2 separate regions of the Mus musculus genome follow, and region 1 is linked to region 2. Evidence: chromatin contacts called from public HiChIP or PLAC-seq data. All regions are on one chromosome and are shown on one strand. The core of a region is the stretch at or near the end of the contact, and the rest is flanking DNA. Distances in the headings are between cores, read along the strand shown. Region 1 holds the start of 4732419C18Rik (RIKEN cDNA 4732419C18 gene). Region 2 holds the start of Def8 (differentially expressed in FDCP 8).

Region 1 (4,731 bases), core at 2,182-4,681, 310 kb after region 2:
TGTGTGTGTGTGCTGTGTGTCTATATACGTGTTTGTATGTGTATGTGGTCTGTGTGCATGCAGTGTGTGTGTATATATGTATGTATGTGTGTGTGCATGTATGTATGTGTGTGGCCTATGTGTATGTGGTGTGTGTGTATGTATGTATGGTATGTGTATGTATGTATGTATATATGTGTTGTGGTATATGTGTATGTATGAATGCATATGGATGTATTATGTGTGTGTGATATATGTTGTATGTGTGTGAGTGGTGTGTGTCTGTGTGTCTGTATATGTGTTTGTATGTGCATATGGCCTGTGTGCACATATGTATGTGTGTGTGTGCATGTATATGTGTGTGTGTATGTGGTCTGTGTATGGACATGTGTGTGTGTGTGTGTGTGTGATATATATGTGTATGGTATATGTGTGTGTGTTGCATGCATACATGTTCAGATGTGTGTAGGCACATGAGGGCAAACATGTACACTGAGTGTGGAAGCTGTAGACTGAGCTTGAGTGCCTTTCCCAATCCTTGTCATTTACTGAATCAGGGAATCTTGCTGAACCTGGAACTCACTGATTTGGATTGTCTAGCTACCCAGTTTGTCTGGGGCATCTAATCTAGAATGTACTAGTGGTCACACCACTGTGAATACACCAAGCATCACTGAGTTTGTACTTTAGATAGGTAGACTTCATAGTGGGCGAATTTCATCTCGTAAGGCCGTTTTAAAACAATGGGAGGGGCTCAAATCAACCAAGACTGTTCTTTCTTTTGGTGCCAATTGATTTTTGTAAACGTCACTCAAACCTAGGCATATTCCGGGAAGAGGAGCGTCAGCTGAGAAGGAGCTCTCGCTGCATGGCCTGTAGGCAAGTGTGTAGGGCAAGTTTAAAAAGTCAATGATCGGTGTGGGAATGCAGGCCTCTGTGGGTGTGCCACCCCCCCCCCCCCCGGCAGGAGTCCTGGGGGATGTGAGGAAGCTAAGCAAGCCAGCAAGCAGCATCCTACATGGCTGTGCTTTCCTTCTCGCCAGGTGCTTCTTGACTTGGCATCTCCTGATGGACTATGCCCTGGGTGGGACATGTACGCCGAATGAATAAATCCTTTCCTCCACAAGTTGATTTTGGTCAGTGTTTTATCACAGCACTAGAAACCTAAGGCAGGTACACACGTGAAATAAATGCATACGTGTGCACACACATGCACGCAAACACCACATGCATGCACACACACGAACGTGCATCATGTCTTCCCTCTGAGAGGAATTTACTCCTTTTGTCACCCATTCTGAAACTTGCTGTCAGTTGTGAAGGTGGATAGCCTTGGAGACCACAGGAACACTGACACCAAGGCGCACTCTCCTGGGTATTTCTCCCATGGGCACTTCCTCCAGAGTTCTCTCTCTCTTCCCCCACTCCCTCCTTTTCTCTCTCTCTCTCCCTCCCCGCCCTCTTTCTATTTTTATCTCAAGCACATAGTGACTATTAGTTCTCACTAAGTACTTCCGAACATAAGGCTTGATGGGCTTGCCTTGATAAGAAGAGATCCATTTAAAAGCAGTATCATGCAAAGTAAATATTTTCCTTTCCTCCTTTGAAACCTGACCAAGATGAACCTTCCGGAAAACATCTGCGCAGATGCTCTTTGGTCAGGCATCTCGACTGCTGTCATCCTTTGTCTTCACAACAGCCTTGCTCACATTGTCCCCTCCAAGTAATAGCAAATACTTCTGTGCTCTGGTCCCTGGGCTAAACAATTAACATTTTATTGATTATGTCACAGCACAATTCTGTGCTCAAATTCATTTCTTGTCAAAAGACATTGCTGCTGGCCCTGGTTTAGAGCTATAAACTATCCAACACGAGCCTTTTTTCTTTTTTCTTTTTTTTTTTTAAGATTTATTTATTTATTATATGCAAGTACACTGTAGCTGTCTTCAGACACACCAGAAGAGGGCGTCAGATCTCATTACGGATGATTGTGAGCCACCATGTGGTTGCTGGGATTCGAACTCAGGACCTTCGGAAGAGCAGTCAGTGCTCTTAACCGCTGAGCCATCTCATCCAACATAGGTTTTATTTCCTGGTTTCATTAAACCTTCCCATGGTTTTCACTAGACTGTGAACACTGACGTTCCTTCCAGTGTGTGGCAGGGCCCTGGAAGCCACCTGATGTGGGTGCACACACACCAGTGTGTACTGTGCTATGCTGTGCTGCAGCAGCGACAGGTAGAGATGCCTTCAGGTGGGACCTAAAAGCCAAGTGGCTTCTGCTGTCTCAGTAGCTCTGATTCATGTGGTTGAGGCAAAACTTCCTGGAGCTCCGATGCTGTGAGGCGACCCCAGGCCATGGAGAGACCCCACAGAAACACACTGAAGAGCAGCTGGTTCAGCTCAGCCTTGGCATCTCCCCAGCCTGATCGCCTGGCATGTAGTTGTCAGAGGGTCTCGGGTCCTGGCACCTAGCCAGTGGCATTCAAAACTGAGGCTTCACATGCTGATGCTGAGTCAGAGCCCAGCCATCCCCACTCCCGACCTTCCAAATTCCTGAGGCACAGAACTCATGGGGTCAACAAAGCAGCCATTGTATTAGACACTAAGTATGGAAGGACTTTGCCGGGCAGCGGGTAAGGACTGCTTCAGTATAGCGTGGATCAAATGATATGGGTGACCTTGTTAGCAGGCCAGCAACTGCCCCAGGGACCATCAAGGTCCAAGTGAAAACACAGCCTTCAAAATAGTATTCAGGCCCATTTGTCCCGAGGAAAAACCCTGGCTTCCTCCTAGAGTTATTTGTGTGTGTGCCTTTTAATTTTCAAGACGTTCTTAAATTATTTATTGAGGCTCCCATTTGTTTCTGGTTAGATTTTAGGCTCTTGGAAGCCAGACCACATCATACTGTGTTCTCCATACACAGGCATAGCACCAGGAGAACTTAGCACCTAGGCTCTGGTCAGCAGGACTCTGGGCCTTGACTACCTAGTTCTGTCACTGCACTCTTTCCTTCTGGCCTGGGAAACTTTGCCTAGGGGGGTTCCAGGAATGGACAGAGCCCAGATAGGTCAGGAGGCCTAGAGTAAAAGCAAGCTCTCAGCTCCCAACAGAGCCTTACCTTACCTAGGACCAGTGCCTTGGAGACTCATTTTAGCCCAAGAACACGACCCTAATCCATCCCAGCGCTGCTCTGAAGTTTCAAAGACAGAACGGCAGAAAAGGCTTTTGTACCTTTCACTCCGAAAATTCACTCCGCAAACGAGCACGCGGCGTTCCTACCTGCTGTGAGCTCCTCTGGAGGACTGCAGATAATAACAGTGATTATTTCCTGTCTGCGTTGCTGAGCCGCTCCCTCCCTAGCTGGTCTTCCTATTTCTATTTTTTGCGCCTTTAAAAGGCAGTCTTCACCCAGCAGCTGGGCAATCTTTTTAATATGCAAATCAGCCTCTCTCCTGTTCCTAATCCACCAGTGATTTCACACTGTGGTTAAAGACCGAGCCGCAGCTCAGGCCTGTGTAGCCGCCCTCTGCCCTTCACCCTCTTGACACACAGCTTCCGGGTCAGTCCTCCAACCTCACCGAGACTCTCACCTCCCCAAGGCGTTTTGCTCGCGCCATCTCTTGTGTAGATCTGTATCAAGTGCAGACCAGTGTATGCGTCAGCTCCCGAAAAGGATTCCTCACCTGGCTTCCTGTGCAGCCTCAGTTTACCACAGTGTCCGTCAATACAAATCCACCACAGACGGTGTGTCTACTCTCGGAGCAAAACAGCCACCACACGGTAGGCTCTCAGCAATCATTTGCTGAAGAATGAATGAATGAATGAATGAATGAATGAATGAATGAATGAGAAACACCCCACAGAGGATATGATGATGAGACGCTGTTGACAGACAGGTAAGGGCTTCTGGGGACCTGAGGCCACACCCTCTTCTCTGGGCGGAATGTTTCCCACGGAGTGAGACACAGCTGAGTGTGCCCGAGGCTTTCAGCCCTCTGGGGTCCTTGGCTGTGATGTCAGTGACTCCCTCAGCATCACATCTGCCTGGACCAGATCATTGTTCCTCTTCCTCTTGACATGCTTCCATGACAACTTACAATTAGGTCGGGCCCTGCCCTCAGAGAAGATTTTAGTAGAGTAAGTCACCACGGGACGAGGAAGAGATGCTGCAGGGCCTTCTACTGCAGCCCATCCCAAGCCAACCCTGTAGCCTGTGTCACTGTGAGAGCCACTCTGCCCGGTAAGGAGCTCAAAATGAATCACCATGACCGGGGCCCAGGTCTCCTCCACCAGCCCCAAAGACAAAGTGGGGCAGGGAAACCAGCCGAGTCTTTCTAAGTCTGTGTGTGACTCAGAGGTCAGGTGCTCCCCTACTGTAGGTCTGTTCTTTGTGGGCTGAGGGGGCTGAGAAAGATAATCTACACTCCAAGAGGACTGTAAGAAGCAGCAGGTGGTGGCTCCTGAGGTTGAAGGACAGGTTCTGGTTGCTCTTTGCTCCCCGATGGAGTCTAGCCACAGGAGGGCCATGAGCATTTGAGACAGCCCTCTGCCATAGATCTTGCTGCAGCTCTTTACCTTCTGCATGACTCCTTTTGTTCTGAGACACGGATCAAAGTTTCAGAGCCTTTCCCACAGGAACCCTGGAATGAACCCCTTGGTATGTTTATCCAAACTGGCATGTTGGGCTGGCGAGATAGCTCAGCGGTTAAGAGCACTGACTGTTCTTCCTAAGGTCCTGAGTTCAAATCC
Region 2 (4,567 bases), core at 1,713-4,212:
TAACTTTGGCAATTTGTTCTGTCTGCTGCTCTGATCTTCTTGCTCCTTCTCTGGCTTGTTCTGTCTTCACCTGTGTCTAGTTTGTTCTCAGTCTGCAACCTGTCTCTGTACAACTGTCTCAGTAAAACCGCCTCCTCCCCCCCCCCCTCTCTCTCTCTTTCTCTTCTCTTCTCTTCTCTTCTCTTCTCTTCTCTTCTCTTCTCTTCTCTTCTCTTCTCTTCTCTTTGTACTGCTCCCTTTTATGTTGCCTCACTTTCCTCTCTCTTCTTGGAAGAGTTGAGCAGATCCTATTCTCTGATCTGGCTTCATTGTTTGGGATTAAAGGTGTGTACTAAGGGCATGTCTGTACTCTAGCCAGAGAGATTAAAGGTATGTGTTAAGAGCTGAGCCACACATCAATTAGAAGAAAAAAATGTTTCTCCAGTAAATAACACAACCTTGGGATTCACAATGTGATCAAATATCCTGCAATAAAGGTTTAGTCCATTTTCATCATGGAGGGGAGCATGGTGGCATGCAGGAAGACATGGTGCTGGAGAAGGACCCAAGAGATCTCTATCTGGATCCTCAGGCAGCAAGAAGAGTGAGACACCGGGATTGGCTTGGGTTTTTTGAAATCCCAAAACCCACCCTCAGTGACACACCTCCTTCCAAGAAGGCCACACTCACTCCAATAAGGCCACACTTCTAATCCTTCTCAAGTAGTTCCAGTCCTTGATGACTAAGCATTTAAATTTACAAGCCTATGGGAGCCGTTCTCATTCAAACCGCTACAATTTTCCTTTACTTTTTGCTTTTTTTTTTAATGGGACAGTGTCTCCTGTAATCCAAAGTAGTCTTGAACTCTCATGTAGCTAAGCCTTGTCTTGAACTTCCAGTATTCCTATCACTGCCTTTGAACTGTTGGAGTTACAGGCTTTCCTGTCTGTGGTGGTTTGAATGGGAATGGTCTCAGGGTTCATACATTTGAATTTTTTGTACTTAGTGCATAGAACTTGTTTTAGAAATGATTGAGAGGTATTTACCCTCGGGGTGGTTTTTGAGGTCTCAATAGCTCAGGCCAGGTCCTGTCTGTCTGTCTGTCTGTCTATCTGTCTGTCTCCCTGTCTCTGCCTCCAACTGTGAATCAGGATGCAAGTGCTTAGCTACTACTCTAGCACCATGCCTGCCTCTGAAACTATAAGCAATTCCCCAGTGAAATGGTTTCTTTTGTAACCGTTGCCTTGGTCATGGTGTCTCTTCGCAGCAAAAGAACAGGGACTAAGATGCCACATTCTTCAAATGTCATTTTCTAAGTGTGTGTCAACTCATTTCCTTTTGAATCTTAAGTCAGACGTCCAGCCTCACTATCTAATCTCAGGCCCCGCCTTACTAGCCTCTGTGTCCTTCAGCACACACCTGATCCATTTGCCTTTTCTACTTGTCTGTCTGGTCCTTGGGCAATGCAGCCTCCTCAAGTCTTGTCCTGATCATTTTCTGGTGATGTGCCTGAGCATGGCATATAGTTGTACTCAATAAAAGTGCTGTTGCATGCTGGGCGTGGTGGCGCACGCCTTTAATCACAGCACTCGGGAGGCAGAGGCAGGTGGATTTCTGAGTTCGAAGCCAGCCTGGTCTACAGAGTTCCAGGACAGCCTGGGCTACACAGGGATACCCTGTCTCGAAAAACCAAAAAAAAAAAAAAAAAGAAAGAAAAGAAAAAAAAAAAGAAAAGAAAAGAAAAGAAAAAGTGCTGTTGCATCAACGGAGAAACTGTCAAGACTCATAGTAATGAAGACAGGCAGACGTGGCTCCATCCTTGACTCTCTGTGAAGGTGAGGGCCCAGTGCTAGTACAGATATTGGCTCATATCACAAGCACTGGTATAGGCCTTCTAGCACAGAAGTAATAATCCAAAACACTTGCCTTTAGCTCTTAGCCTTTGGGATGAGGAACAAAGAGTCAGTAGAAATGTCAGAGGAGAGTCATCAGACAGTAACGAGTGCCTCTCCGATATCTCTGCTCACAGATGAGGAGGAAGTATTAGGAGAGACATTTGGCTGTGGTTAGGAAAGACTGTATCCTAAAGGCTGAGCCAGAGAGGCCTAAGTGTGGACCTGGCCTGTTAGGGGTAAGGAGGGTGAAGTCTGGTGAGAGAGCTGGGAGGTGAAGTCTGAGGCAGACTTCTTCCCTGGGATCCTCCAACTGCTGGGCTTGAGGTGCAGAGGGAGTCTGAGGGTGCTGAGGCTGTCATGGCTGTGGTGTCACCGTGGGGTGGGGAAGAAGGGCTGGTCCTGAGTCCGGTGGAAGTTAGATCAGACAAAGGAATGTGATCAGGAACGCACTGAAGGTTGGCCTCAGGTGGGAATGATTTATTCACTATCAGACAGAGGTGTGTTAGGTGTGTGGTGTGTGTATGTCTCTGTGTGTGTATGTGGTTTGATGTGCGTGTGGTGTGTGTAGTGTTATGTTGTGTGATGTGTATGTGTGGTGTGTGTAGTGTGTGTGGTGTGTGTAGTGTGTATGTAGTGTGTCATGTGTGTATGAGGTGTGTGTGTATGTGTATGGTGTGTATAGTATGTGTGTAGTGTGTATAGTGAGTGTGTGGTGTGTATGTGGTATGTCGTGTGTGTGTCGTGTGTATGAGTGTGTGGTGTGTAGTGTGTGTGTATGTGGTGTGATGTGTGTGTGTGGTGTTATTGTTGTTTTCTCAGATAGGACCTTTGGAGCTTGAGACGCACCTTAAATGTCTCGATGGTGGTGTCCTGGGGACAGCTGAATGTCAGTGTTGGGGATGTGGGGACATTGAGGGGTTACCACTGTGGAACCATTCCCTTGAATGCAATTACTAAGGCGTGGGGGTGGGGGAACTCAGGAGAAAAGACTCAGGGCAAAGGTAATGGACTCTATGGACCAGAAGCAGGAGACTTGGAGGTGCTCCAGCGAGCCAGCAGGGCAATCGGTGTCATGAACCTCCTGGCCGGAGGCGGCAGCAGCGGGCGGAGGAGCCGGTACAGTGTATCAGCGGCGGCGAACTACAGTGTAGCCAGCCGGTCCGGTACAATGTAGCGGCAGCCAGGTAAGCCAGAAAGCGGTCTCTGTAGGTGTCGGGGGGGTCTGGTGGGAAAGCAGGCGAGGGTCCAGATCTCAGCATGCAATCGCCACTGGTCGGACTCCGGGATCGGGCTTCTGACCCACGCACTCATGGTGCAGAACTGGCAGAGGCCTCAAGCAAGACGTCCAGCTCCCGGCTGCCGCCTGCTGGCTCTCCGCTGTGCGCAAGGCCTTGGTGACCTCATTGGTCCCCGCAGTACGTAGGGCAGAGCTTAGCGTCCACAGATGCCGACCCCCACCCCCAATCACCGGGTGGCTTCAGAGCCTGAGTATGGGACTCCCGGCCCAAGGACCCGCAGGGACTCGCCTTCTGCTATGTTGAGCTTTTCTGAGCCTTCGGTTTCACAACTATGAAATGGGTGAGGAAGGTCGTAGAGACCTGCCCCAGTGGGGACAGTCGCATCCTCAGAATGAATTCACGTTATAGCGGGTAGAAATGTGAGGTGCGCTTTGTTGCGCCTTCTGGGGTAGTTGAGAATTATTAACACTGGTCCTGCTTGGCCTGGATTGCCTGTCCATCCTTTTTAAGGGTGTGAGCAAATAGGATGTACTTTGGACTCCTGTGGCCCTTGGACTAGCACTTTTTGGTGGCTAAAGTAACACACCGGAGGCGGGCTCTTATTCACCATAATCTGTCTTGAACTTTCACCCAGTGCCTCTGATGTACCACAGACCCTTGGTCTTACTCTGAGGGTTTCAGTTGTCAAGTTGTAATTATTATTCGATTTAGGAGAGACCTCTGCAGGGGCTGGATGGAACAGTTTTCTTTTTTTTTTTTTTTTTTTTTGTCCTTTCTTGAGTATCTTTCCTGAGGCCAACCACGGATTCTGGGTGCAGATCTCTGTAAGGCTGGTGGGGAAATAGGAGATGGGGTCCTACTCAAAGCCGGCTGTTGCTTCCTGCAGCCTGGGCTGGGCTGAGGTGCTGTCTATTCGTACTCAGCTGAAAGAGCAATATGGTTCTCCAAACTGGTTCCAGACAAACCAGGAAGATGGGTTAAATGGCTCCATTGCTTAATTCATTCCTTGCTTTTGTTCCTGGTCAGGTGGTGGCAGTGCCAGTCAGGACATACATAAGGGAGCCATTTTCCTGGGAAAGGTAGCCCAGAGGAGAGTGGAGGGCAAGCTCTGGTCAAGGTCTCCCTGTCCCTCTGACTATATTCTAAACCATCGGGAGGTTTCCAGAGAAGGCGTCTGGAAGGGGCTCCTGTGGGCTCCACCCAGTTCCTTTAGACTGGGCTGGTCACCACATGGCGTCGGTGACTGCCCAGCAGCAACTCCCAGTTTCTGTTGTTACCAAACCACACACTCGTCCTTCCGCTCAGTCTTGGGCAAGAGAGTAGGGCTGCAATTGATTTCTTTCTTTCTTTCTTTTTTAAGATTTATTTATTTATTATATGTAAGTACACTGTAGCTGTCTTCAGACACTACAGAAGAGGGCTTCAGATCTCATTATGGACGGTTGTGAGCCACCA

The links. HiChIP or PLAC-seq counts read pairs in DNA pulled down with a chosen protein or histone mark.
Region 1: a contact with region 2 is called in an H3K27ac HiChIP or PLAC-seq map of extraembryonic endoderm stem cells. The contact joins the promoter of 4732419C18Rik here to the promoter of Def8 in region 2. A contact is called at or near these places in 3 of 115 datasets of contacts at active chromatin or transcription factors (embryonic stem cells, extraembryonic endoderm stem cells and pancreatic cancer cells).

What each region holds. Positions count from the first base shown.
Region 1 is chr8:123,750,797-123,755,527 of GRCm38.p6, forward strand. It overlaps 4732419C18Rik (RIKEN cDNA 4732419C18 gene), which reads right to left and starts at 3,432. Exons shown (of 3, transcript NR_166622.1): 1 at 3,262-3,432.
Region 2 is chr8:123,439,994-123,444,560 of GRCm38.p6, forward strand. It overlaps Def8 (differentially expressed in FDCP 8), which reads left to right and starts at 2,963. Exons shown (of 12, transcript NM_054046.5): 1 at 2,963-3,058.